4 separate regions of the Mus musculus genome follow, and regions 1, 2 and 3 are each linked to region 4. Evidence: chromatin contacts called from public Hi-C and HiChIP or PLAC-seq data. All regions are on one chromosome and are shown on one strand. The core of a region is the stretch at or near the end of the contact, and the rest is flanking DNA. Distances in the headings are between cores, read along the strand shown. Region 1 has its middle 38 kb from the start of Stmnd1. Region 2 has its middle 55 kb from the start of Stmnd1. Region 3 has its middle 35 kb from the start of Stmnd1. Region 4 overlaps Gmpr (guanosine monophosphate reductase).

Region 1 (3,093 bases), core at 51-2,550, 770 kb after region 4:
AGTGAGTGACTGCCCAATTATCCCAGATGACATAAAAACCTGTCATTGTTAATTTTGATTGCTAGTTTGAGTGGATTAAGAAACACGCAAGGCACTGATGATAGATATCTTGTGGTAGGTGGGTGATGTTTCCAGAAAGGATTAACTGAGAGGTAAGGACATCCCTAATTTCAAGCAGCATCCTACCATAGGTGAGAAAAACAGCTGAGGATCAGCATTCCACACAGTCTGCTTCCTGAGCCTCTCAGATGTGAGCCACCAAGCTGCCAAGCTAGACTGTACTTCCAAATTATACAACAGAATAAAGCCTTCTTCATTTAGTTTAGTTACTTCTTATTGGGTACTTGGATGCAGGTAGGGAAAAAGTGAGGAATATAGGAATATAGGGCTATTTTCCTTCCAGTTCTCCAAGAAATGGATATTTGTACCTTTGTGACTTGTCTGCAGCAAGGTCCTTGGAAACACACAAAGAAGAACATAGTAAGGAACCATCACTAGTTACAGCTGAGATAAACTCTCAGGAAGTCTCTGGGTTAAGGGAAGCAGTTTCAAGCCTGCATCATCACTGGGAAGATGTCCATCTCCATCACAACACATTGCATGGAAAATGGGAAAAGTAATATCGTTGGACCATTTTGGTTAAAATACTGTATTGGCAACTGCATCTCACTCATCTCAATCACTGGATAATTACATTAGCCAAGAGCATCTCAAGGCCCATATAAGCTAACTACTCCTGGGATGTAGCCAGAAGAGGAAGAAAGCTTACGCTTTTATTGAGGGACAGAACACCACTACCATTCCTGAAAAAAGAAAGAAAAAAAAACCACTATAACTCTGTTTCTCTCTTTCTATGAATTTCTGTTTTTCATAGACCATTGAAAAACCACACTTTGAGGAAAGGATCATGTACAGCGAAATTCACAAGTGACTCTTCTGATGAATCCCAGTCCACAGAGATCTCTCTCTCTCCCCATTTGCTGTGCACATTATCAATGATCCTTGCCGTTAGCTGCTGGGATCTGTCTCCAGCAGGTGGTGCCAAAAGATAGTTAATAGAAGTCAGCTCTGTGGTTTGACAATAAATACATTTAAAAATTAACTGGCTTTTGCGACGTTTTGCATTTTTCTCTCTTTCTTTTGCTTCTTGCCTGTGTGTTCACGTGCATATGCACGTATGTGTGTGTGTACATGTTAGCACGTACGAGTGTAAATGCATGTGTGTTGATCTGAGGACAATCTCGGATGTCCTTCCCCTTCCATCTTGCTTGAGACAGGATCTCTTCCTCACTGTAGCACGCCTCAGGCTAGCTGGCCCAGGAGCTCGGGAGAGTCCCCTGTTTCTGCCTCCTGTCTCATAGGAGCACTGTGGTGACAGTCCCATGTCTCTGTTTTACATCGGTTCTGAGAATCTGAATTCAGGTCTGCTCACTTGCACATCAAGTTCTTTACCCCCTGAGCCACTCACTCCCCTGGTTCACTTTCTCAACTCCATCCGTGTTACTTGTAGGATGGTGCAGACGCCAAGGCTGCTGCTGTCTCTCACTCTACAGAGACCCACGAGACCTGGAGCTCATGGTCTTTCTTCAGACTTCAAAGAGAAAACAGAAGCGACGGGAAGACGGTACTCACACCCCCACATCCACCCACCTGCCTGTATTTGTGACCTCATTCTGCCCCTTCCTCCCCACCCATGTCCCCAGTGAAAGGCCACCCCTCTAACTGGCCTTCCCTGAACTTCTCTTGAACTCCATTTTCCTTCTTATCCACATTGCCCATCCAGGCCCCCAGCCTGGTCTTTGCTTTACATCTGAATGTACTAAAAGAGTACACCTGGCACAGAGCACCAAAGTTCTTGTCTGCTAATTGTTCTCCTTTAGATACCTCCTGTGGAGTTCCCCTCCACGATTTCATGGAATCTGTTCTTGCTCCAGTCACGACTTGCTGGACCAATGGGACAGCTCTACATCTGCACTGTGCTTGATGGCTTCTCATGCCCTCTTTCTCAAAGCACTCGCTTCCCATGTCCTCTTGACTTCCAGGACGTTCACTAGCTGTCCTGTGTCCTGCATCCGGCGGGCCCCAGACTTATTATTCCAGAACATTTCCCACTGGGCGGCATCTAATGTCTGTCTATGAGTTTATCCTTGGCCAGCTTGTGCATTGCGATGGTAGAGGCTATCCATACAACAGTGGCTCCTTGCTGTTTATGACCCTGCACACATCCTGCCAGGCTTCTCCATCAGCATCTCAATAGAATATGTCTGTAGGACAGCTTTCTGCTTCTCCTAAAGGCTTTTCTCTCACAACAAATAGCAACCAGAAGCTCCCTGTGGATCAGGAGCAAAACTTGATGCTGTCTTTGATTTTGCTCTCATTTTCTCGCCTCTGGGTGTGAGGGTATGTATGTATGGAGAAAACTTTCAGATACCATTCCTTGAGTACCATCCACCTTATATTATTGTTGTTGTTATTGTTATTATTATTACTATTATCATTATTATTGACATAGTTTCTCATTGCCTAGTGACTGACAGAGTGGCCTAGGCTGCCTGATCTATATGCCCAGGAATCTGTCTCTGCTTCTCTCCTGCTGAGATTAGAAGCATTTCTCACCACTCCAGACTTCATGAGTTTTATTCATTTATCTTTCTTGAATGTGGATTCTGAGGGATGGAACTCAGGACAAGCCTTTTACCGACTGAGCTGTCAGTCCTGCCTTCCTTTCTCTTTTACCCTGTCTATCTAGCTTTAGTAAATCTTGCAGGGCTCTTTTTCAAAACTGTATTTGCACATAATAAGTATGTCTAGCCTCCTCCATCCACTGGTCCTGATGCCAGTCATCACCCTTCCTTTCCTGGCCAATCACGAGGGTCTCCTGATTCATCCGCCAATCCTGCCTTGTCTCCTTCCACCTATTCTGAATATGGCAGCCACAGTCATCTTATTAAAATATAAATCTCTGCAACACCAGAGTTATCCAGGTCAAGCCAGAATGGTCCAGTATGCTATGTGCCCATGCATGACCTGCCCCTATTCTCTCTCGGGCTTTGCTTGGATCGAGTTCATGGCCACTCATTCACTCCAACCATT
Region 2 (3,133 bases), core at 32-2,531, 680 kb after region 4:
GGGAAGTTACTGAGCTAGCTAGTCACAGATTCGGCTTACTGTCTGGCTCCTGCTTAGCTAGCTTGTCTATACAGCATCTTCTACTTAGGGATGGTGCTGCTTGTATTAATTATCAAGACACATATACCCTGTAGATATGCCCTGTCAGGAAACACACACACACACACACACACACACACACACACACACACACACACACAGAGCTGGACCATAGTCCATATTTAGAGTGAACCTTTCTGCTTCAGTTAACCCAACCCAGATCATCTCACACAGACACGCCCAGAGGCTTGTTTCCTAGGTGATTCTGGAGCCCATCAACTTGACAAGCATTATTAACCCCTTCTTGGTTGCCTTGAGTCTTTATAACACAAATTGCTCGTGCATAGCTTTGCAGTGTAGACCCAGTCTGCCCTGCCCCTCAACACTATACCCAAGTTTAGACACAGCTGGCAGGCTGAACCTTCTTTAGAGTGTAGACAGGGGCATGGTGCTTGCTTGCTCCTAAGACCCAGATCTGCCTTTATAGCTGGTGGATGTTGGATTCCCCATAGGCCAAATCTAGGGTATCCGATCTCTTCTGTAGTACCCCGGACACACACAGGATTTCTGGAAAGCCGACTAACCAAGGTCCAATTTTAAATGATGAGAAAACTGAAGCGTGACTTGAAAAATCAATCTGTGACCATCTTTGCCTACCACCAAGGCAAATAAATTCTTGAAACGAGAAGTGTTTCCACATATTTTCCAGTCTCCACATGGCTGCCTCTTTAGTCACACATTGCAGTTAATAGGACTCATGAGCATCTGAAGTCAAGTTAGCATGAATGAACACACCCCTTCGTAGCTGTATCTCAGGATGAATTCAGCTCTGATGTCCAAACCATTAGAAAAAAAAAAAAAAAAAGCAGCTGGCACAATGCACTTTCCTCTAAAAGAAGCGTGCCTGTTTTATGCATGCATGTATTAGGGGAAGTGACTATGGTAGTTGAAGATCCAGAAAAACAGAACGGAAGGAAGGAAACAAGGAAAAAAGGAAGGAGGGAGGGAGAGAGGGAGGGAGGGAGGACAAAGAGAGAGGGGGAGGGAGGGGGAGAGAGGAAGGAGAGAGAACCAAAAAGAAAAGAAAAACCTACTCCCCCCCCGCCAAAAAAAAAAACCTGAATCCTACCTGCTCGTAATTCATAAATCCACTTGGAGTGGAAAACCCAAGTCTGCCCCCCTGAAGGAACTGTACAAATGAATCACAGGATGAGATCTGGCTGGGTGCCTAGAAGCTGCTGAGGTCACAAAACTCATTACTGAGAAAATAAGCCTGGAGCCAGGTGCTCCTCTGATTGGCTTCACTGCGGAGCGCTGAGCGCAGGAGCCGAGATGCTTCCCCCTGTCTTCCCCCACTGTCCCACCTCTGCTGATTAAAAGCACTAAGTAATGCCTGAGTGTGTGACTTCGGGAGTTTGGCAGAGACTCATCGTGGACTCCTGCATGCAGGCGCATCCTCATTTTTAGCCAGGCTGCTTCTTGCTGTGTCTCGAGGTGCCTCGGCAGTTAATGGGAGTGATCTGCTCCAATTCCGGCTATTTTCGGCTCCTTGGCTTTTCTTAGCCATGGATTTCTTCTTCTAAATCCGCCCGACTGAATTGGAAGCCGCCCAGAAGCTTTATTCTTTAGAAATCACATTTGTGCATCGAGGGTATATATTTGTCGTCACCGCCCACGCTCCAGCCACTTTCTGAGAAGTGTGGGGCCAGTCACGTGACAGCCATCAGTGTATTTGCGCCCTTTTTTTTTTTTTTAAATTCTGTTTAAAAACATAATCTGCATTACAAATTGCACCGATTCCTGTATGGAGTAAGTCATCATTCAATAAAAAGCACAAATGTGTGCCTGTCACATTCCGCATAATAAACCGCAGCAAGTAAATACATCTTTTCTTAGTCCAAATCAGTCAGGAAATGATGGCTCTATTTTCTCTGTTAGGCACCAAGTTTGCAATCAGCTTTCTTCTTGATTCTCTCAGGCCAAGTTTGTACAGCTTTTAAGAGGACTACATAGCTGTGCTTTTCCTCTCAACCTCTAGACACCTGAGGGCAGGAAGGCGCTCTGATTTCTTCACATCTCTCCTCCACCATCACCCACAGCCTCACCTCCGGCTTGCTCTCTTACTTCTCGGAGAGATTTGATACAGTGCTCTGTGCTAGCTGGCTTTCATTATCAATTTGACTCAGCCTAGACTCACCTGAGCAGAAAGGCTTTAGGTTGGGGTTAACCCAGATCAGATGGGTCTGAGGACATAACTATGGAGACTTTTCTTGATGATTGATGAATGCCAGAGGGCCCGGCTCACTGTGGGCAGCGCTGACCCTAAGCCCAGCCCGAGGTCCTAGGCTGTAAAAAACACTAGCTGTACATAAGCCAGCTTGAAGCGTTCCTCTGTGGTTTCTGCCTCAGACTCCAGCTTGAATCTCTACCCTGACTTCCTACAGTGATTGACTGAGCCCTGGGTGTGGAAGCCAAATTGATATCTTTCCTCTCTAAATTGCTTTCTGTTGCAGTGTTTATCATGGCCTCCGACAAGAAACTTTAGATAATACTACATCAGGAGGAGGTACTGCACTCTGGGTGGATGGGGTGCACAGCTTGTAAGGGAGTGTGGCCCTGAGTGGAAGACGGTTAGAATCACCTTCTCACCCATATTAGATGCACTGATCTTGAGACTCTTTGGTTCCCTTATGTACAAAATGAGGATAATTGACAGCTTGTAAGATAGATGCTATATCTGTAAGTGACATGTGTGGTATGTTGGTTTTGATGTCCCTGCTCAATTAAGTGGTGCAGGCATGTTCATCACTAGCAACACAAGCGTGCTGAAGGCAGAAAGGCAAACTGGCTGAGGTGTGCAAACTGTGGACAGGTTGCTAATGGTGACAGCTGGGCTTGTTGCCGCTGTGTGATCTCTAAATTTCATAGTCAAGTTGATCTTGTCATTCTTACCTAAGATAAAGAAGGGGCAGGTAGGAAGCCAGAGTTCTACCTCCTGTTTGTACTCCCAGCTGAGGACGCCCTCGCCATGCAAGCACGCGCATCTGAGTTTGAATTCTCAGAACCCACATAAATACGCAAACTGCAGCACAAA
Region 3 (2,776 bases), core at 149-2,648, 700 kb after region 4:
ACTAAAATCCTCCAGGTCCCTAATGAAAGGACACTAACTGGTGCTTCATCTGAATGTTAAAGAGAAGGCTATAAAATTCCTTTTCTTTTAGGACGTCCATGTGGATGTAGACCAACACAACAATGTCCTTCGTGTAATAAGGACAAGCTTTGAAGTATTGAACTGGTAGATATGAGTTTTCTACGGAAAGCCACGTTGCCATGGTGAGAGCTTCCGCATCAGTTTTCCCTGGTTGCTTCATTTCTATCTGCCCTGTTTCCCAACAGACTGCGGACAGCTGACTCTCACTGTTTAGTTAACACAGTACCTAGTGAATTATTAATAACAGTCCTTTCACTTGAAGGCTGGAGATGATGCAAGCATTCTGAAGTTTTCTTAGTGTACCTTTAAAGTATCTCTCAAGGGATAAGAAGATGGCTCAGTTGGCAAAGTGCTTGCTGCGAAGCCATGAGAACCAGAATTTGAGTCCCAGAACCTACACTAAGAAATGCAGGAGTGGTGTTTCATGCTTGTAATCCCAACCCTGAGGAGGCAAAGATGGATAGAACCCTGGAGCTTGCTAGCCAACTGGCCCAGCCCAACTGGCAAACTCTAAGCCAATGAGAGACTCCATGTAAATAAGGTGGGTGGCACCTGAGGACCGATATCAGGAGTTGTTCTCTGAACTTCATATGCACAAAGCTGCACACAGAGGTGTCTTTCGAACCTCATGCTATCACTTCCAATATGCTAGCTCATGATAGGTGATCTTTTTAAAAATATAAACACTATTGTTTTTATAGAAAGGGTTAGCAATCTTTCTGCAGCCACAAATAATGCAAGGCAACATAAAAAGGCCTCATGGTAGCCAATAAGCAGAACTGTGTTTTAATGGTGGGTTTCTGTCCCCTGGCAGTTTCACAGGAAGGGACAGAAGAAAGCAATGAGCTTGCCCTTCGTGTATAATAAAATTATTAACTCTAACCTTCAGGAGACAAAATTGAGACTAGGGAAACGAGGAGCTGAGCTTAAACTGGCTCTATTGTATCAAGGTTCATGCACAGGTCAGCAGGTCTCTGGGCTTCTCCCTTCACCACAGTGAGGGGTGTCCCCTGACCCCCATCAGATGATGTGGTAACACACACCTGGCACCATGATGTCTTTATCTGTTTCAAAGATGGTCAAAGAAGCTGCATAGCTTTCACTCAAGCCAAAGCCCAGCTATGTCGCCATCTGAGGATAAGCCCCGGGGAAGTGCAAGCTGCCTTGGTTTTCATGTGAATGATCCATTTCTTTTCAAACCTCCCAGATAAAACGATGAGATTGCAGATAGCATCACGGACAACATAGTTGATGAGTAGTCTCCCTGCGGTTCTGCGGTTGGTACTCATTAGCCGAATTGGCAGTTATTAGTTAGGACTGAAGAGGCCGATGTGGGAGGGTTTGGCTGAGAAAAGATCTGGGCAGATGATCCAACACTTCAACAGTGCTGCATGCCAGAGTCCACTCCACCCCCACTCCTGACTAAGCAGAAGTTTTAAAATTATTATCGGAGTTGTTAATTCATTTATTGTGTGTGTGTGTGTGTGTGTGTGTGTGTGTGTTGATCAGAGAACAACCTGTGAGAGTTGGCTCTCTCCTTCCACCATGTGAGTCCAGGGATTGAAGAGGGTTTGTTTTTTTTTTCTTCCACACTCAAATTCATTCCAGCTCCATGTAATTCAGATCCCACTTCTGCATTGAATCCATACCTTTGTCTGTCTGTCCTATTTGTATTGCTTACTTTTCTCACTGTTATGACAAAACACTCAACAAAACAACACAAGAAAGGAAAGATTTGTCTTGACTCATGGTTCGAGGGTCCAGTCCATCATAGTGGGACAGGCCCGCCTGGCAGAAGGAACATGAGGCAGATGGGTCCATAGCATCCTAAGTCAGGAGGCATACAGAGGTGAATACTGGTTCTCATCTGGTTTTCTCCTTTTTATTCTGCCCAGGACCTGGACCTATGTGGTGATACCTCCCACATTCAGGAAAGATCACCCTTCCTCAGTTAAACCACCCTAGAAACATCTTTACAGACACACCAGAGGTGATTGCAAATCTAGCCAAACTTACATTGGACATTTACCATCGCACCAAAGCAACAAGAGACGTATCTGGGGAGCTCGGTGATCCCCTTGGAAAGAAGAATGCCAGCATACAGGCGTGGCTGCTTTAGTTAAGTTTTACCATGTCAGCAGGCCATAGTGACAGACGAGAGGGGGAGGGAGGGTGGGAGAAAGTCTTGAGCGGAGGAGAATTGCCCATGAATACAAATGAGAGCCAAGGAGACCATTTAGGGGAGCATCTTAACCTTGTTTAACATGCCTGCAGACAAAGCTGGAGAACAGAGGATATTTGTATTCTAGGACGTGGACTCAGATCAACTTGGACAACTGCGTATTCTGTGCTCTGATCCTGAACCTATACTTCCTGGTTAGGGAGAATGTCCTTCCCATCAGAGGGGGAAAAAAAAAATCCTTGTGGATGTGTGCAGACCCTATGGCTGGCTCCCTAACCCTCTCTTCTATTAGCAGACCTATACCTCTGGGGATTCGTCTATCATCTTCTTCGTGACTCTAGAGTGGATCTTCATTAGCTTCAGACAATCCTAGTTACCTTGTTCTCCTTCAGAGTGATTGTTTTAGGTATGCATGTTTCTCCGTTCAGACTGAATGAGACTTTGGGAGAACTCTGGGTATGGCAAGAAGCTCTAGAAATATATATATATTTGTTTGTTTACATAGCATCTCAA
Region 4 (2,782 bases), core at 75-2,574:
AGGTGGTTGCCTTGCCGACTTTCACCTGTTACCCCACAGACATAATGTGTTCCTAAACCAAATGTCCAGCTCCGTGTAGCTGGCTCCCACTTTATGAAGACAGGGCCTTCCTTCTGAGGTCTTGGCGTTTGTCAAGCCCACGCTGTGCTTGGCTACATCCCTGTCACTTTGTTCACTGTCCCCATCTCTTCCTGTTCCTTCCCGGGCTGTCTGTCTCTCTGTGCTTTGCTGGCACTCGAGAGCATTGGCACCCTTCTCTTTCCATATCACCCAGGCTCTGCTAGGATAGTAAATCGCAGCCTGCACATTGGGGGTCTCGCTAATAAGGAAGCACGTAAAGGCTGTATCCTAGGAACTTTGAGTCAGTGACTGTAACCTAAGCTTGCAGCTTATCATGCTGCCTGTGAGGCCAGCCTGTGCTGTGTGGGCAGAGTGGATGTCAGCAATGAGCACTTGTTTTTAAGGACATCTGATGGACTGGAGATGCAAGGCAGCTGAGAAGATAGAGGAGCCAGCTCCGTGCCCTTTTTCTCAGCTCTTAAAATAATCTAGCGCTCAGACTAAAAAAAAATCTCACCTCTCTGTAGGCAGGGAGGGGTGGCTTCTGAGCGGGGAGGAGGAGGGAGCAGGGAGTGGCTGGGCATGTTATATAATGGTGTAGCGGGGGACAGTGGCCAGTCTGACACACTTTGTCCTCCTCCCCAGACATAGGTGCTTGAGACCAGAGGGTGGATGGGCAGGGGTGACGGCCTCTGACCGTCAAAGTGAGGGTAGTGTTGGGCCAGCTGCTTGGGTAGGGATGGGAGGTAGTTCCTGGTTACTTCCTCCTCACTGGTGAGCATGGTCTGGCCTGTTCCCACCTTACTGATATTCTCTCCTTCCTTCCTTTGAAGGATGGAGGCTGCACATGTCCAGGAGATGTCGCCAAAGCCTTTGGTAAGTACGAGGGACACAGCTCTGCCACAAGGGGGAGAGGGGCTGACAGGGAAGGAGGAGCTCTGGATAGCTTGGAAGAACCAGATGGAGAAGGGAACCCCCGAGGGGCTTCTGAGCTCATCGGGACTTTTCTTTGCCGGGGGGTTTCATTTCTGTCTAACCAATTCCCGGCTCAGCTTGCTTCGGGTCTGTTGCTGAGCAAGCCGGGAGCCCAGAATGGGGATGGCGAGCTAGGAGTGGGTCGGCTTGTGATGTTTTCAGTAAGAGAGGGGAATGCCCAGCGCTCGCTCCCGTGACTCTGGCTCCGCTGTGCAGATACCACCACCTGGAGCAGCCCCCACCTCATCCTGGCTGGATCCAGTCTTGGTGGAAGGTTGACCAGGCCTGCCTCCCACTAGAGGGCAGTAGTGTCTGCTGTAACCCATCAAGGTCTCTGCTGTAGGGCTTCTGGGCTCCCTGTTTGTGCCACACACTAACATCTCACAAGAAGGGGGGTAAAACAGAGCTGCTGAGCCCGTATGTGCTGCCCCCTTTCCACAAACGGGAACTACCTGCCCAGCCTCAGATTGTTCAGCTGTACACTATACAACACCACACACACATACACACTGTGGTAGAAAACTTTTTGTCATAGTAACAACAACACAAACATTAGAGTTACGTTGTATTTGTGTGCATTGTATAGTAATCAGCTCTCTCCTTCCACCGTGTGGGTCTGGGGGTGTTTCAGCTTGTGAGCAAGTGCCTTTACCTGGTGAGCCATCCCACCAGCCCTTGGTCTGTTTTTACAGCAGTGATAGAGGAGGATCCTGCTGGCTCAGTTTCTTAGCAACCCAACGTATAGCATAAAAAAAAAATGCCTGCCCCTAGATCTGCTGTGAAAGAGAGAACAAACCCTCTTCTATCTTGCCTATCCAGGGTATGACAAGGTCACAGTCCCACAGTTAGCTGCAGGGCCTTATCCTTAAGCATTACCTAGTGTGGGCTTCCTCCGGGTATGCCCCATGGACCACAGTACTAAGTGGGAGCTAAACACACTAAAAAGCTACAGTCCTTCAGGAGGTACCATGTCCCCAGGCTTGGTGCTGTCCTCAGCTTTCCTCAGGCCTTTGACCTGCTCTGTTTAAAGTGTAGTCCTGCATGCACCAAGGAAAGAGAGCAGGACCTCGTCTAGGAAAAGCCAGCTGGGAAGCAATTTGAGCGTTGAGAAATACAAATCACCGGGAACCAGTTTAAGCAGTTGTGTAGAGCAGATCTGTGCTCAGGGTTCCTGCTGGTGACTTTCTTCATCTGAAGGTCTGGCCAGACTAGTTATCTCACTGCCTCCTTAAAAATCACAGCGGAGTCAGGCTTGGTAGCGCAAGCCTTTAATCCCAGCACTCGGGAGGCAGAGGCAGGCGGATTTCTGAGTTCGAGACCAGCCTCAAACAGGTCTACAAAGTGAGTTCCAGAACAGCCAGGGCTATACAGAGAAACCCTGTCTGAAAATAAAACAAGAAAAAAAATCACAGCGGGAGGCGGGGGTCAGCATTGGTGTCTGAGAGCTGCTAGTGGCACACTGTGGAGTCCATGCCTTGCTTACCAGGGTCAGCTCCACACAGCATCGCCTTCTAACAGATGGAGCAGAGTAGAATTGACTTAGTGCTTACCCTGGGCTTGTGTGTGTTTCCTTATAAGTGTTCAGATGACCCCAGCAGAGACATCAAGGCTGCTTCTCACCTACTATTGGTCTGTCATTCACCCTGTTACTCGGCATCCATTTGCAGGATATTTGATCACACCATGAGCCCTGAGATTGTGTTATTTACTTGGGGGATGGGGAATGGGGTGAGGGAACTATTTCTAA

What was found. A called contact is a pair of places that touch in the nucleus more often than the background predicts. HiChIP or PLAC-seq counts read pairs in DNA pulled down with a chosen protein or histone mark.
Region 1: a contact with region 4 is called in a Hi-C map of cerebral cortex, with 3 times the contacts expected there. The contact joins two enhancer-like sites. A contact is called at or near these places in 4 of 484 Hi-C or Micro-C datasets (cerebellum, cerebral cortex, olfactory sensory neurons and 1 more).
Region 2: an H3K27ac HiChIP or PLAC-seq map of embryonic fibroblasts shows a contact between it and region 4, with 9 times the contacts expected there. The contact joins two enhancer-like sites. A contact is called at or near these places in 4 of 115 datasets of contacts at active chromatin or transcription factors (embryonic basal ganglia, embryonic fibroblasts, forebrain and 1 more) and 1 of 9 other capture datasets (embryonic stem cells).
Region 3: an H3K27ac HiChIP or PLAC-seq map of VIP interneurons shows a contact between it and region 4, with 6 times the contacts expected there. The contact joins two enhancer-like sites. A contact is called at or near these places in 4 of 115 datasets of contacts at active chromatin or transcription factors (VIP interneurons, cardiomyocytes, embryonic basal ganglia and 1 more).

The regions. Positions count from the first base shown.
Region 1 is chr13:46,309,846-46,312,938 of GRCm38.p6, forward strand. No RefSeq gene overlaps it. Among named protein-coding and RNA genes, the nearest start is that of Stmnd1, 38 kb to the left of the region's middle. Within about 2 kb of position 1,301, at least 15 of the 459 cell types and tissues checked have an H3K27ac peak or open chromatin away from gene starts, as enhancers often do. A contact at or near this core is called in cerebral cortex, where this site is marked.
Region 2 is chr13:46,216,885-46,220,017 of GRCm38.p6, forward strand. No RefSeq gene overlaps it. Among named protein-coding and RNA genes, the nearest start is that of Stmnd1, 55 kb to the right of the region's middle. Within about 2 kb of position 1,282, at least 55 of the 459 cell types and tissues checked have an H3K27ac peak or open chromatin away from gene starts, as enhancers often do. A contact at or near this core is called in embryonic fibroblasts and forebrain, where this site is marked.
Region 3 is chr13:46,237,568-46,240,343 of GRCm38.p6, forward strand. No RefSeq gene overlaps it. Among named protein-coding and RNA genes, the nearest start is that of Stmnd1, 35 kb to the right of the region's middle. Within about 2 kb of position 1,399, at least 27 of the 459 cell types and tissues checked have an H3K27ac peak or open chromatin away from gene starts, as enhancers often do. A contact at or near this core is called in VIP interneurons, where this site is marked.
Region 4 is chr13:45,538,132-45,540,913 of GRCm38.p6, forward strand. It overlaps Gmpr (guanosine monophosphate reductase), which reads left to right. Exons shown (of 9, transcript NM_025508.5): 7 at 894-936. Among named protein-coding and RNA genes, the nearest start is that of Gm34582, 14 kb to the left of the region's middle. Within about 2 kb of position 1,325, at least 86 of the 459 cell types and tissues checked have an H3K27ac peak or open chromatin away from gene starts, as enhancers often do. A contact at or near this core is called in VIP interneurons, cerebral cortex, embryonic fibroblasts and 1 more, where this site is marked.